3 separate regions of the Rattus norvegicus genome follow, and all the other regions are linked to region 3. A link is a contact called in public Hi-C data. All regions are on one chromosome and are shown on one strand. The core of a region is the stretch at or near the end of the contact, and the rest is flanking DNA. Distances in the headings are between cores, read along the strand shown.

What was found. A called contact is a pair of places that touch in the nucleus more often than the background predicts.
Region 1: a Hi-C map of prefrontal cortex shows a contact between it and region 3, with 5 times the contacts expected there. The contact joins the enhancer-like site here to the promoter of Rwdd4 in region 3. A contact is called at or near these places in 5 of 12 Hi-C or Micro-C datasets (the A7r5 cell line, frontal cortex, hepatocytes and 2 more).
Region 2: a contact with region 3 is called in a Hi-C map of liver, with 2.4 times the contacts expected there. The contact joins the promoter of Ing2 here to the promoter of Rwdd4 in region 3. A contact is called at or near these places in 9 of 12 Hi-C or Micro-C datasets (the A7r5 cell line, Schwann cells, frontal cortex and 5 more) and 1 of 1 datasets of contacts at active chromatin or transcription factors (oligodendrocytes).

What each region holds. Positions count from the first base shown.
Region 1 is chr16:51,284,602-51,287,301 of GRCr8, reverse strand. No RefSeq gene overlaps it. Among named protein-coding and RNA genes, the nearest start is that of Cdkn2aip, 17 kb to the right of the region's middle. Within about 2 kb of position 1,446, at least 8 of the 93 cell types and tissues checked have an H3K27ac peak or open chromatin away from gene starts, as enhancers often do.
Region 2 is chr16:51,306,957-51,309,656 of GRCr8, reverse strand. It overlaps Ing2 (inhibitor of growth family, member 2), which reads right to left and starts at 1,365. Exons shown (of 2, transcript NM_001106083.1): 1 at 752-1,365. The coding sequence starts at 920. LOC134482502 (a long non-coding RNA gene) reads left to right here and starts at 1,806. Exons shown (of 2, transcript XR_010058702.1): 1 at 1,806-1,938.
Region 3 is chr16:51,464,403-51,467,102 of GRCr8, reverse strand. Rwdd4 (RWD domain containing 4) reads left to right here and starts at 1,385. Exons shown (of 8, transcript NM_001034994.1): 1 at 1,385-1,617. The coding sequence starts at 1,594. Trappc11 (trafficking protein particle complex subunit 11) reads right to left here and starts at 1,248. Exons shown (of 30, transcript NM_001169115.1): 1 at 1,000-1,248.

The DNA.
Region 1 (2,700 bases), core at 197-2,696, 180 kb after region 3:
TTAAAAAAACCCTTAAAATTCAACTTCTCAAGCTAAGCAGAAGACACAAAGAGTGTTCCTAGCCGAGGTGCCGAAAGGTGTTCCTCACACAACGCTGGTGAGGATGTGGGGAAAGAGGAGTCCTTTCTCCGGTAGTGGGTGTGTAAATTAGTGTGGATAAATAAAGATGAGTGTGGGCATTTCTCATAAAACCAAAAGACCTACCGTATGACCAGTTATGCCATCCCAGGACATGAACCCAAAGGGGTCTGTACCCTACCCCAGAGACACTTGCCCATCCGTGGCCATTCAATAGCTAGACAATGCGATCAGCAAGAATGCGTTAATGAAGCTATTCCCAGGAAACTGGGCGGAGCTAGAGCCTCACCAAGTAACTCAGGCCCAGAAGGATAGACTCTGTATGTCCTCTTTCACGTGCAGATCCCGGCTTCTCATTTTTAGATTTAATTCTGAAGTGTCTACAGAGATCAAGAAACTAGAAAGAGCTCCTCAGAGGGAGGGGAGAAGAGGCCATAGGAGAGAAAGGGCTAGCAGAACATACGCGATAGGAAATTAGAAGGTGGGGGTGGGGGTGGGGAGGCGGTACTGGAAAAGGAAAGACTTAAGTCAAGACCAGGATGAAGAGATGGGAGAAAGGAGAAGGTAGAAAGATTTAAGCAGGAGATCAGGGGCAAAATGGCTCACCAAGGCCTCAACCTTGATGACCTGACTCCAGAAGGTTGTCTTCTGACCTCCACATGTGTGAACATGCACGACCACCCCCACACCCCCCACACATACACACATCGTTTATGTAAAACTAAAGATACATGAGAAGACTTATGGATCCTCGTTACTTAACTCTAAAATGTACTTTTTTAAAAAAAGAATTTTGAGCTGAGCCATTCTGCATGGGTGGATAACGCCACACCCACAAGCCCTGGATTATTCAACAAAAATTCCAGTGATTCTAGGTTCTGACAAGCTGGTATTTAAAACTAGCCATCTGTACTTTTCTTTTTTTCTTCTCTTTGTCAACTTGACTAAGCCGAAGTTATTTGGAAATAGCGATCCTCAGTTAAGAAAACACATCCATCAGATTGGTCTCTGAGTAAGTCTATAGTGTATTTTCGTGATAAACTATTGTTGTGGGAGGGCTGAGAGCCCAGCCCACTGTGGCTAGCGATATTCCTGGGCTGATGGTCCTGGGTTATATAAGAAAGCAAGCAGAGCCACCCATGAGGAAAAAGCCTGTGAGTGGCGTCCCTTCATGGCCTCTGCATCAGATTCTGCCTCTAGGTTCCTGCATGAGCTCCTGCCCTGATTTCCCTCATAGATGGACTGTGGTGTGGAAGTGTAGACCAAATAAACTCTTTCTCCCCCGAGATGCTTTTGGTCAGAAGGGTTTATCAGATCAACAGAAAGCACACTAAGACACCATCGCTGCACCAAAATGCAGGGTATAACAAAACAAAGAGCAACCTGGAAAGGGTCATTGCCCAGCCCTTGTTCTAGGTAGCAAAGTATGCAACTGAGGTTGGAGTATTTGTGTAATTCAATATGACCACCCTTGCCATGTTCAACATGATGGTGTGCCTTCTTGCTACCACGATGGTGGCATAAGTGTTGCTATAGATAGCAAGACAGTCAACTGAAATGGCTAAGCCACATTAGAGGGTCATGGAGAGGATGTCACGGTGAGTGAGGTCCACCATGTGAGTGTAAGGATGCCCCCAAAATGACTGAATGACAAGAGAATACATTGCCGTCCATGAGGGGATCATATATGGGACAAGATTTGCTGAAGAGCTGTCATGTTGGTGTGGCTGCTGCTGAGCATAAAGGGACTTACAACTGAGGACAAGATGGTTCTGAGCTCATGTAAGGGCAATGTCTAAAAGGGAAAGGGATGTATGGGCAACATCCTCCATATTGTCCCCTGATTTGTCAAGAAAATTGGATGAAATGGAGGGTCTGGCTGTTTCTTACATCTGGAGGAGGACGGGGAAGTATAAAGAGAGCACAGAGTTCCTCTTGAGATCCAAAAGCATAGAACCCATGGGAAGGATCGGATGGTGAAGAAGGAGAAAGCAGGGCAGAAGTGAGAGAAGATATTCCTCGGGTCTGCTCCTTAATACTGAAGAAGAGAAAATCCGCAATCTGGGATACAGATGAGGGCTTTGGTAATGACCTGGGACAGGAAACTCTGAAGGCCAAGGAATATTCTACCTCTGAAGTGCTTGAATTGGGAAAGACTTTTTAAGCTAGAGGAACATTTTCACAGCCTGGTTTATGAGACTGTAAATGGATGGAAACCGTCTAAGTACCACAGAAACAGAGGAACTAAGTAATATAACTACCCATCCTCTCCTGAAACAAAGACTGCTTTCTCTGAGGCATGAGGGAAGTGAGTTGCTGCTAGATTGGTTTATACGAATCATCAAGGACACTCAGTTATTGCTAGCTAAAGTCCCCATGGATGCTGGGGACTGGAAGATAATAAGGGAGAGTCAGGCAAAATGAGATAATAGGCTTGAAACACATTGTTTGATGCCCAGTTTACCTGGAACTAATAGGATTGAGTTCATGGGAGAACTAAGAGACTGGCTCAGCAGAGTCTTTTGTAACCTCAGTCTCTATCTCTAGCAACACCCTTCCTCCAACAAGGCCATAACTCTAAATCCTTCCTAAACAATTCCACCACCCCAAGGCTAAGTATTC
Region 2 (2,700 bases), core at 116-2,615, 160 kb after region 3:
TTCACCCGGCCCCTAGGAGCAGCCCGCTGTGGCCGACGCCCGCGGGAGCGCGCGCCCCGCCCATACGACGTCACACCTGCAGGCCCCGCCCCTAGGCTGGGCCCTCCCCGCCACACACACAGACACACAGACACACAGACACACACACGGACACACAGACACACACAGACACACACCCCTTCTCCGCCCGGCCCTGCGGGGGACCCCTCCCCCTTTAACCATTGGGCAATAGCAGAGGAAGAGCTGAGGCACCGGGCGGCCCGGAACTTTCCCCGGGGCGAAAGGGAAGCACAGACTGTCCCAGTCCCGCGCCACGCCGGGAGGCGGTGGGGGGGGTGCATCTCCGGAGTCCACCTTCGCCGTCCTCTCTCCCCCTCCCCCCATACGTTCCAATGCATCTGCTCGCAGAGGGAGGAAGCCCAGCGGGCAAGGGGCAAGCAGGCCCAGCACCTAGTCCAGCCCGCGTCCCGCTGCTGCACATTCGCCAGCCCCGGGCAGGACAGAGTGCGGCACCCAGCCGGCAGGCACCGGAACAAATGCTCGCTTAAAATGGCTGATTCCCGGTCCGCGGCAGCTGCAGCCAGCCGCCAGAGCTGCAGCGGGGGCTGACGGGCGGTCCTCGGAAGTCCTAGTCAGCCGCAGCCGGGACAGGGAGGGCCGCGAGTGTGTTGTGCAGGACCCTCTCCCGGTCCTACACACCAGATCGCTCGGTGCACTTCGCGCACACTTACACCCGAGAGAGGGAAAGTACCTTGGTATTTGTTGTCCAGCTCCCGCAGCACCGACACGTTCCTCTGCATGTCGTGGGGCAGCGACTCCACACACTCCAGGTAGTCCTGCACGTAGCAGGTGAGCAGCCGGCTCCGCTCTCCGGTCAGGAGCGCGGCCGACGAGTACAGCTGCTGCTGCTGCCCTAACATCCTGCCGCCGCTGCTGCTCCTCGCCGCCGCCGCCGCCGCCGCCTCCGCATCCAGCAGCCACACATGCAACAGCCACGACCGCCGCTCCTCCGCTCGGCAGCCCGGCGCCGCGGGGACACGGCCGCCGCTCGAGAGGGCACCGCCGAGTCCCCCGATCTCCACTCCCCCCAGAAGAAACCCTTACTCCCCGCCCCCGCGGTAACAAGCCCAAGGGCGGGGCGAGACCGGGGCTCCCTCCGGCCCCCTCCCTCGCTGGGAGAGAGCAGCGGGGTTCCCCGCGGCCGACGGCGCCGGGCTCCCGGGCGGTGACACTGGCTGTCCCCCCTGGGACTCCCCAGACACCACCAGAGCTGCCCGGTCGCCCGGATCCCCGTGACAAGACCCTCGCTATCCTCTCGCCTCGCTATCAGCCTCCTTGCCTGTCGGAGTCTCAGTGGACTTGCCCCCGCCCCTTGGCCAGAGGCCGCATCTGCGCCTGCGCAGCACTCACTCCTAATAAGGCTGGGGCCCCGCCCCTATCGCCCTACCGAAGAGTTCGCATTCTCCCGCCTTCCCTGCGCCACCCGGGCGATTGGTCTGTCAACTCTCGCCTGGGGCGGGGGGAGGGTGCGGAGGGCGGCCAAACGGCAGGCTGCGCCCCGCCCCCTCTTAAAGGGGCCGCATGGCTGAGCCTGCCCCTTCGCCCAAACTCTGACGGTTGCCCCCGAGAGGCCAGGCGACCGCTCTCTCGTTTTCTGGACCCTGGAGGGAGAGGAAGCTTCTGCTCGGCTCGCTCGGTCCCGAGTTACCGACCTTGCCTCCATCTGGCGGATCCAGCGCCTCCCTCGCGAGCCTCCAAGACAGCAGCGAGCGGCCCCTGGGCGCTGCTGGCCGAGTGAGGCCTGAGAGAACTAAAGCGACCCAGGGTGCAGCGGGCGCGGCTCCGGGCATGCGCGGCGACTTCCCGCCGAGCGCCCCGCGGCCACGGTTGTGCTCCGGTCGCCGCCAGGCTCCCGGAGTACCGGGGCCGACCGCGGAGGTAGGCGGTGCGCCCCCTGCCCTCGGTTTTTAAATGCCGATTCCCGCCTCGCATGCGGTCCCCTCCCCCCAGCTCCAGGGTGGCTCGCAGGGTCGGCTCCCCTCCCCGCGCGCCTTAGAGTTTGGTTTAGGGAGAAGGTGACAAGACTGCGCCCCGCCCTGTCCCCCGACCCCAAACCACCTTAAGGACACTGTTTCCATAGGTCGAATCGCTTAGGCATCACACACCAGGGAGGACTTGGCGTGGCCGCAGAATGAGAGACGCACACATACACACAGACGACACTGTATTTTTCACTACACACACGCGCGCGGCACTGTATTTTCACTCGGCTTCACCACTAACCAGCAGGGGAGCCGTGCAGATGGGATTAAAAATCGGATCAGCCACCGAGTGCGGTGCTGTCTGTGTGAGCGGTTGGTTAGCCGCCTTACTCTCCCAGTACCATCAGTGAAATGCCAGGAGGAGGAGCTAACTGTAATTACGGATAGACTTCCGGAATGTATATAAATATGTGAGCTGTTTGGTTTTTGTTTTTGTTTCCCCAGAAATAGGTATAAGTAAGAGTACTCACCGAATTTTGATGCAACGCTTGTGTAAACCCCCATGGGAGCAGAGTCTCTGAGTAAGAAAAGGCCAGAGAGATGAGTTTGGGGTGCTCTTGCCTGGTTTGCAGCGCTGTACCTGTTGCACGGCCTGTTCCGAACACTTGCGAAGTGCTATATGCAAAGCAGGTGTTTGCCAAGGGAAATCTAGGTCCGG
Region 3 (2,700 bases), core at 136-2,635:
AAAACCCAGCATTCGGGAGGCAGAGGCAGGAGGACTATTCAAATTCCCAGTCCATAGGGCAATTTCAGGGCAGCCAGGGCTATGGAGATCTCAAAGAGAGTCCCCCACCCACCCGGCAAAAAAGAAATAGAAAGATGGGGGATTTTAGACATATTCTATTTTAGCCGAAAATATTTCCCAAACATCGTAAGTAACCCATGAACTTGTAAAAACCTATTTGTGTATCGTCTTCAAACCCAAACCCTGTGTGTATTGTACAGGAACAGCACGCCTCAGTTCAGATTAGCCGATTTCAAGTGTCTATAGCCCCTTCTTGGCTACTGACAGTGTAGCTCTTGATTACTGCAAATCTGTTCCAACAACATCATGAAAACTGCACCAGCCATCCCTGCCTTATTCTACCTTACAAGCGTTGGCACTTGCAATGGTCCTGCCTATGCTGTAGGGAAATTTAAAAAGGGATGGTACAGGACAAGTGCTGACTGAATAGATTTCAATGACACACAGGAAATAAATCGCTTCCTGGAAAATAATGGAGTAACTATTGTCAATATATGTCAAGCAAACTATTGACAGGGAGGGAACATATAAAAGTACAAAGTAAGTGCTCAGCACCAGATCACCTGGTTAGTGCAAGCTATCGTAGAAGAGAAACAAGCTAACTCAATCAAAGTAACTACTAAAGAAGACGGATATCAATAAACAGGTGGTTCGGGATGCAAGACACGGGCTAGCAAGCAAGGATTGACAGACGCCCACCTGCAAAAAGATCAAATGAACGAAAAGACTGTCCCTAGGGTCGCAGCATTCGACGCTAGTAGCTGCAACTGGGCAAGGAGAATAACCTCAAAGTCCTAGAAACTGACAATTTTCCTCCACCATTCCCACCTCGCTAGAAATAAGTGCGTTCTTCTTTGCAGGTGAAGGAGAAACGCCAAGGGGACACTCAGGCCACTAAACCAGTCGGGATGGCCTGGAAGGTTTCTGGGCTCAACTCACCCAGGCCCTGGACCCGCTGCAGCCGCGGCGAGTCTCCGTCGGCCCCGAAAGAGCCAGGAGAGTCAGGGAGGGGCGTCTAGGAACACGGCCACCGACAACCGACAGCCCCAGCCCCAGACCGGGCGGCAGAAGGCGAGACTTCCTTTTCCCCGCCTCCGTTGGCACAGGAAGCACTTCCTGGGCTTGAGTGACAGTACCGCACACCAGTCCTGGAATAGAACGGGGTTTCTTGTTAGGAAGGTGTTCCATTTCCTAGAGGAGAAGGAGTTGGGGGCGGAAAAAGAAGAAGCCAATAGGAGAAGCGATCGTGAGAGGGGGCGGGGCTTCCTCGTTACCGCCCATCAGTAGCTGGTCAGAGGTCTAGGTGTCCCTTAACGTGATCCTGGTTCCCGATTGCACTTAACGCGATCCTTGGTTCCCGGCCCAAAGCCGATTGCCGGTGGCTTGGAGCTGCCGAGGATCGGGAGTGCGCGAGGTCGTACCCACGGCTGCAAGGAAGGTTTCCCTAGACCGAGGCGCGGAAACGGGGTGCCTCGGCCTCCCGCCCGCTGCCCGCCCGTTCTTCGCGGTAGCGAACGCCGAGCGCCCGGAGCGATGGGTGCCAACGAGGATCAGGAGGTGAGAACCCAGGACTGGTCACCTCTGTCTCGGCCCAGGTCCCAACGTGGTGCACCCGGACTTCGCACATGTCCTTCGCTCTGAGAGCCTTCATTGCCTGTCCGGATGTCCCACGTTGGTGGATCGCCTGCCAGATAGCACTGGACAACCGTATGGCCAGCAAGCATGAATGGATCACGTGAGACTAAACCTCCCGTTTCCCTTATTTGTCTTTTTTTTTTTTTTTCAACCCGAAGGTCTCCTTAGATTTTCTTGCTAAGATGAGTGTCCTTGGTCCACGACCCTAGTGCACTTGGCCATCCTTAAATCCCTTTTGTGGCTTAGCGCTTGTGTGTCCAGTTATTCTGTCTTAAAATCTGAACACCTTTAAATTTTAAAACTTGTGGTTTCGTAGAAAGGGTTGAGTAAGTAAAATCTCTGGAGAAAAATGAATGACCCTGTGTTTTGGTTTCAGTCCCTGATGCTTAGTGAAGTCTGCAGTCATTCTGTTGTTGAGTAGATATACAATGTTTTGAGCATCCACATATCAATCCTAATCTTGTAGTTTGTGCTTTGGGTTTTGTTGGTAATGGTGGTGGTGGTGGGTTTTTTTTGTTTGTTCGTTTTGCAAAATATATTGGTATAGACTCGGAAGGAATAGGTACTATAAATTATTTGTCATTTTTTTTTTTTTTTGGTTCTTTTTTTTTTCGGAGCTGGGGACCGAACCCAGGGCCTTGCGCTTCCTAGGTAAGCGCTCTACCACTGAGCTAAATCCCCAGCCCAAATTATTTGTCATTTAACTTTCTAACTCTATAATGTGTCCAGGTGAGAAAGCAAAGTGTCAACAGTGCTCGAGCACCCTTGGGCGGTTTGGTGAGTGTGGTAGAATAAGGATTAGAAGATAAATCTCTAGGTGGTCGCCTTTAATCCCAGGATTTCGGGAGGCAGCAGGCAGGCCGATTTCAGAGTTTGAGACTAACCTGGTTCAAAGGAGTAGTTCCAGAAATCCCATCCCATAGAAAAAAAATCTTATGTCGCAGTAGACTCCTTGTATAGTAGTAGAGATGTAGTAATTTGCTGTTTATTTTGACTGTGTTCCTT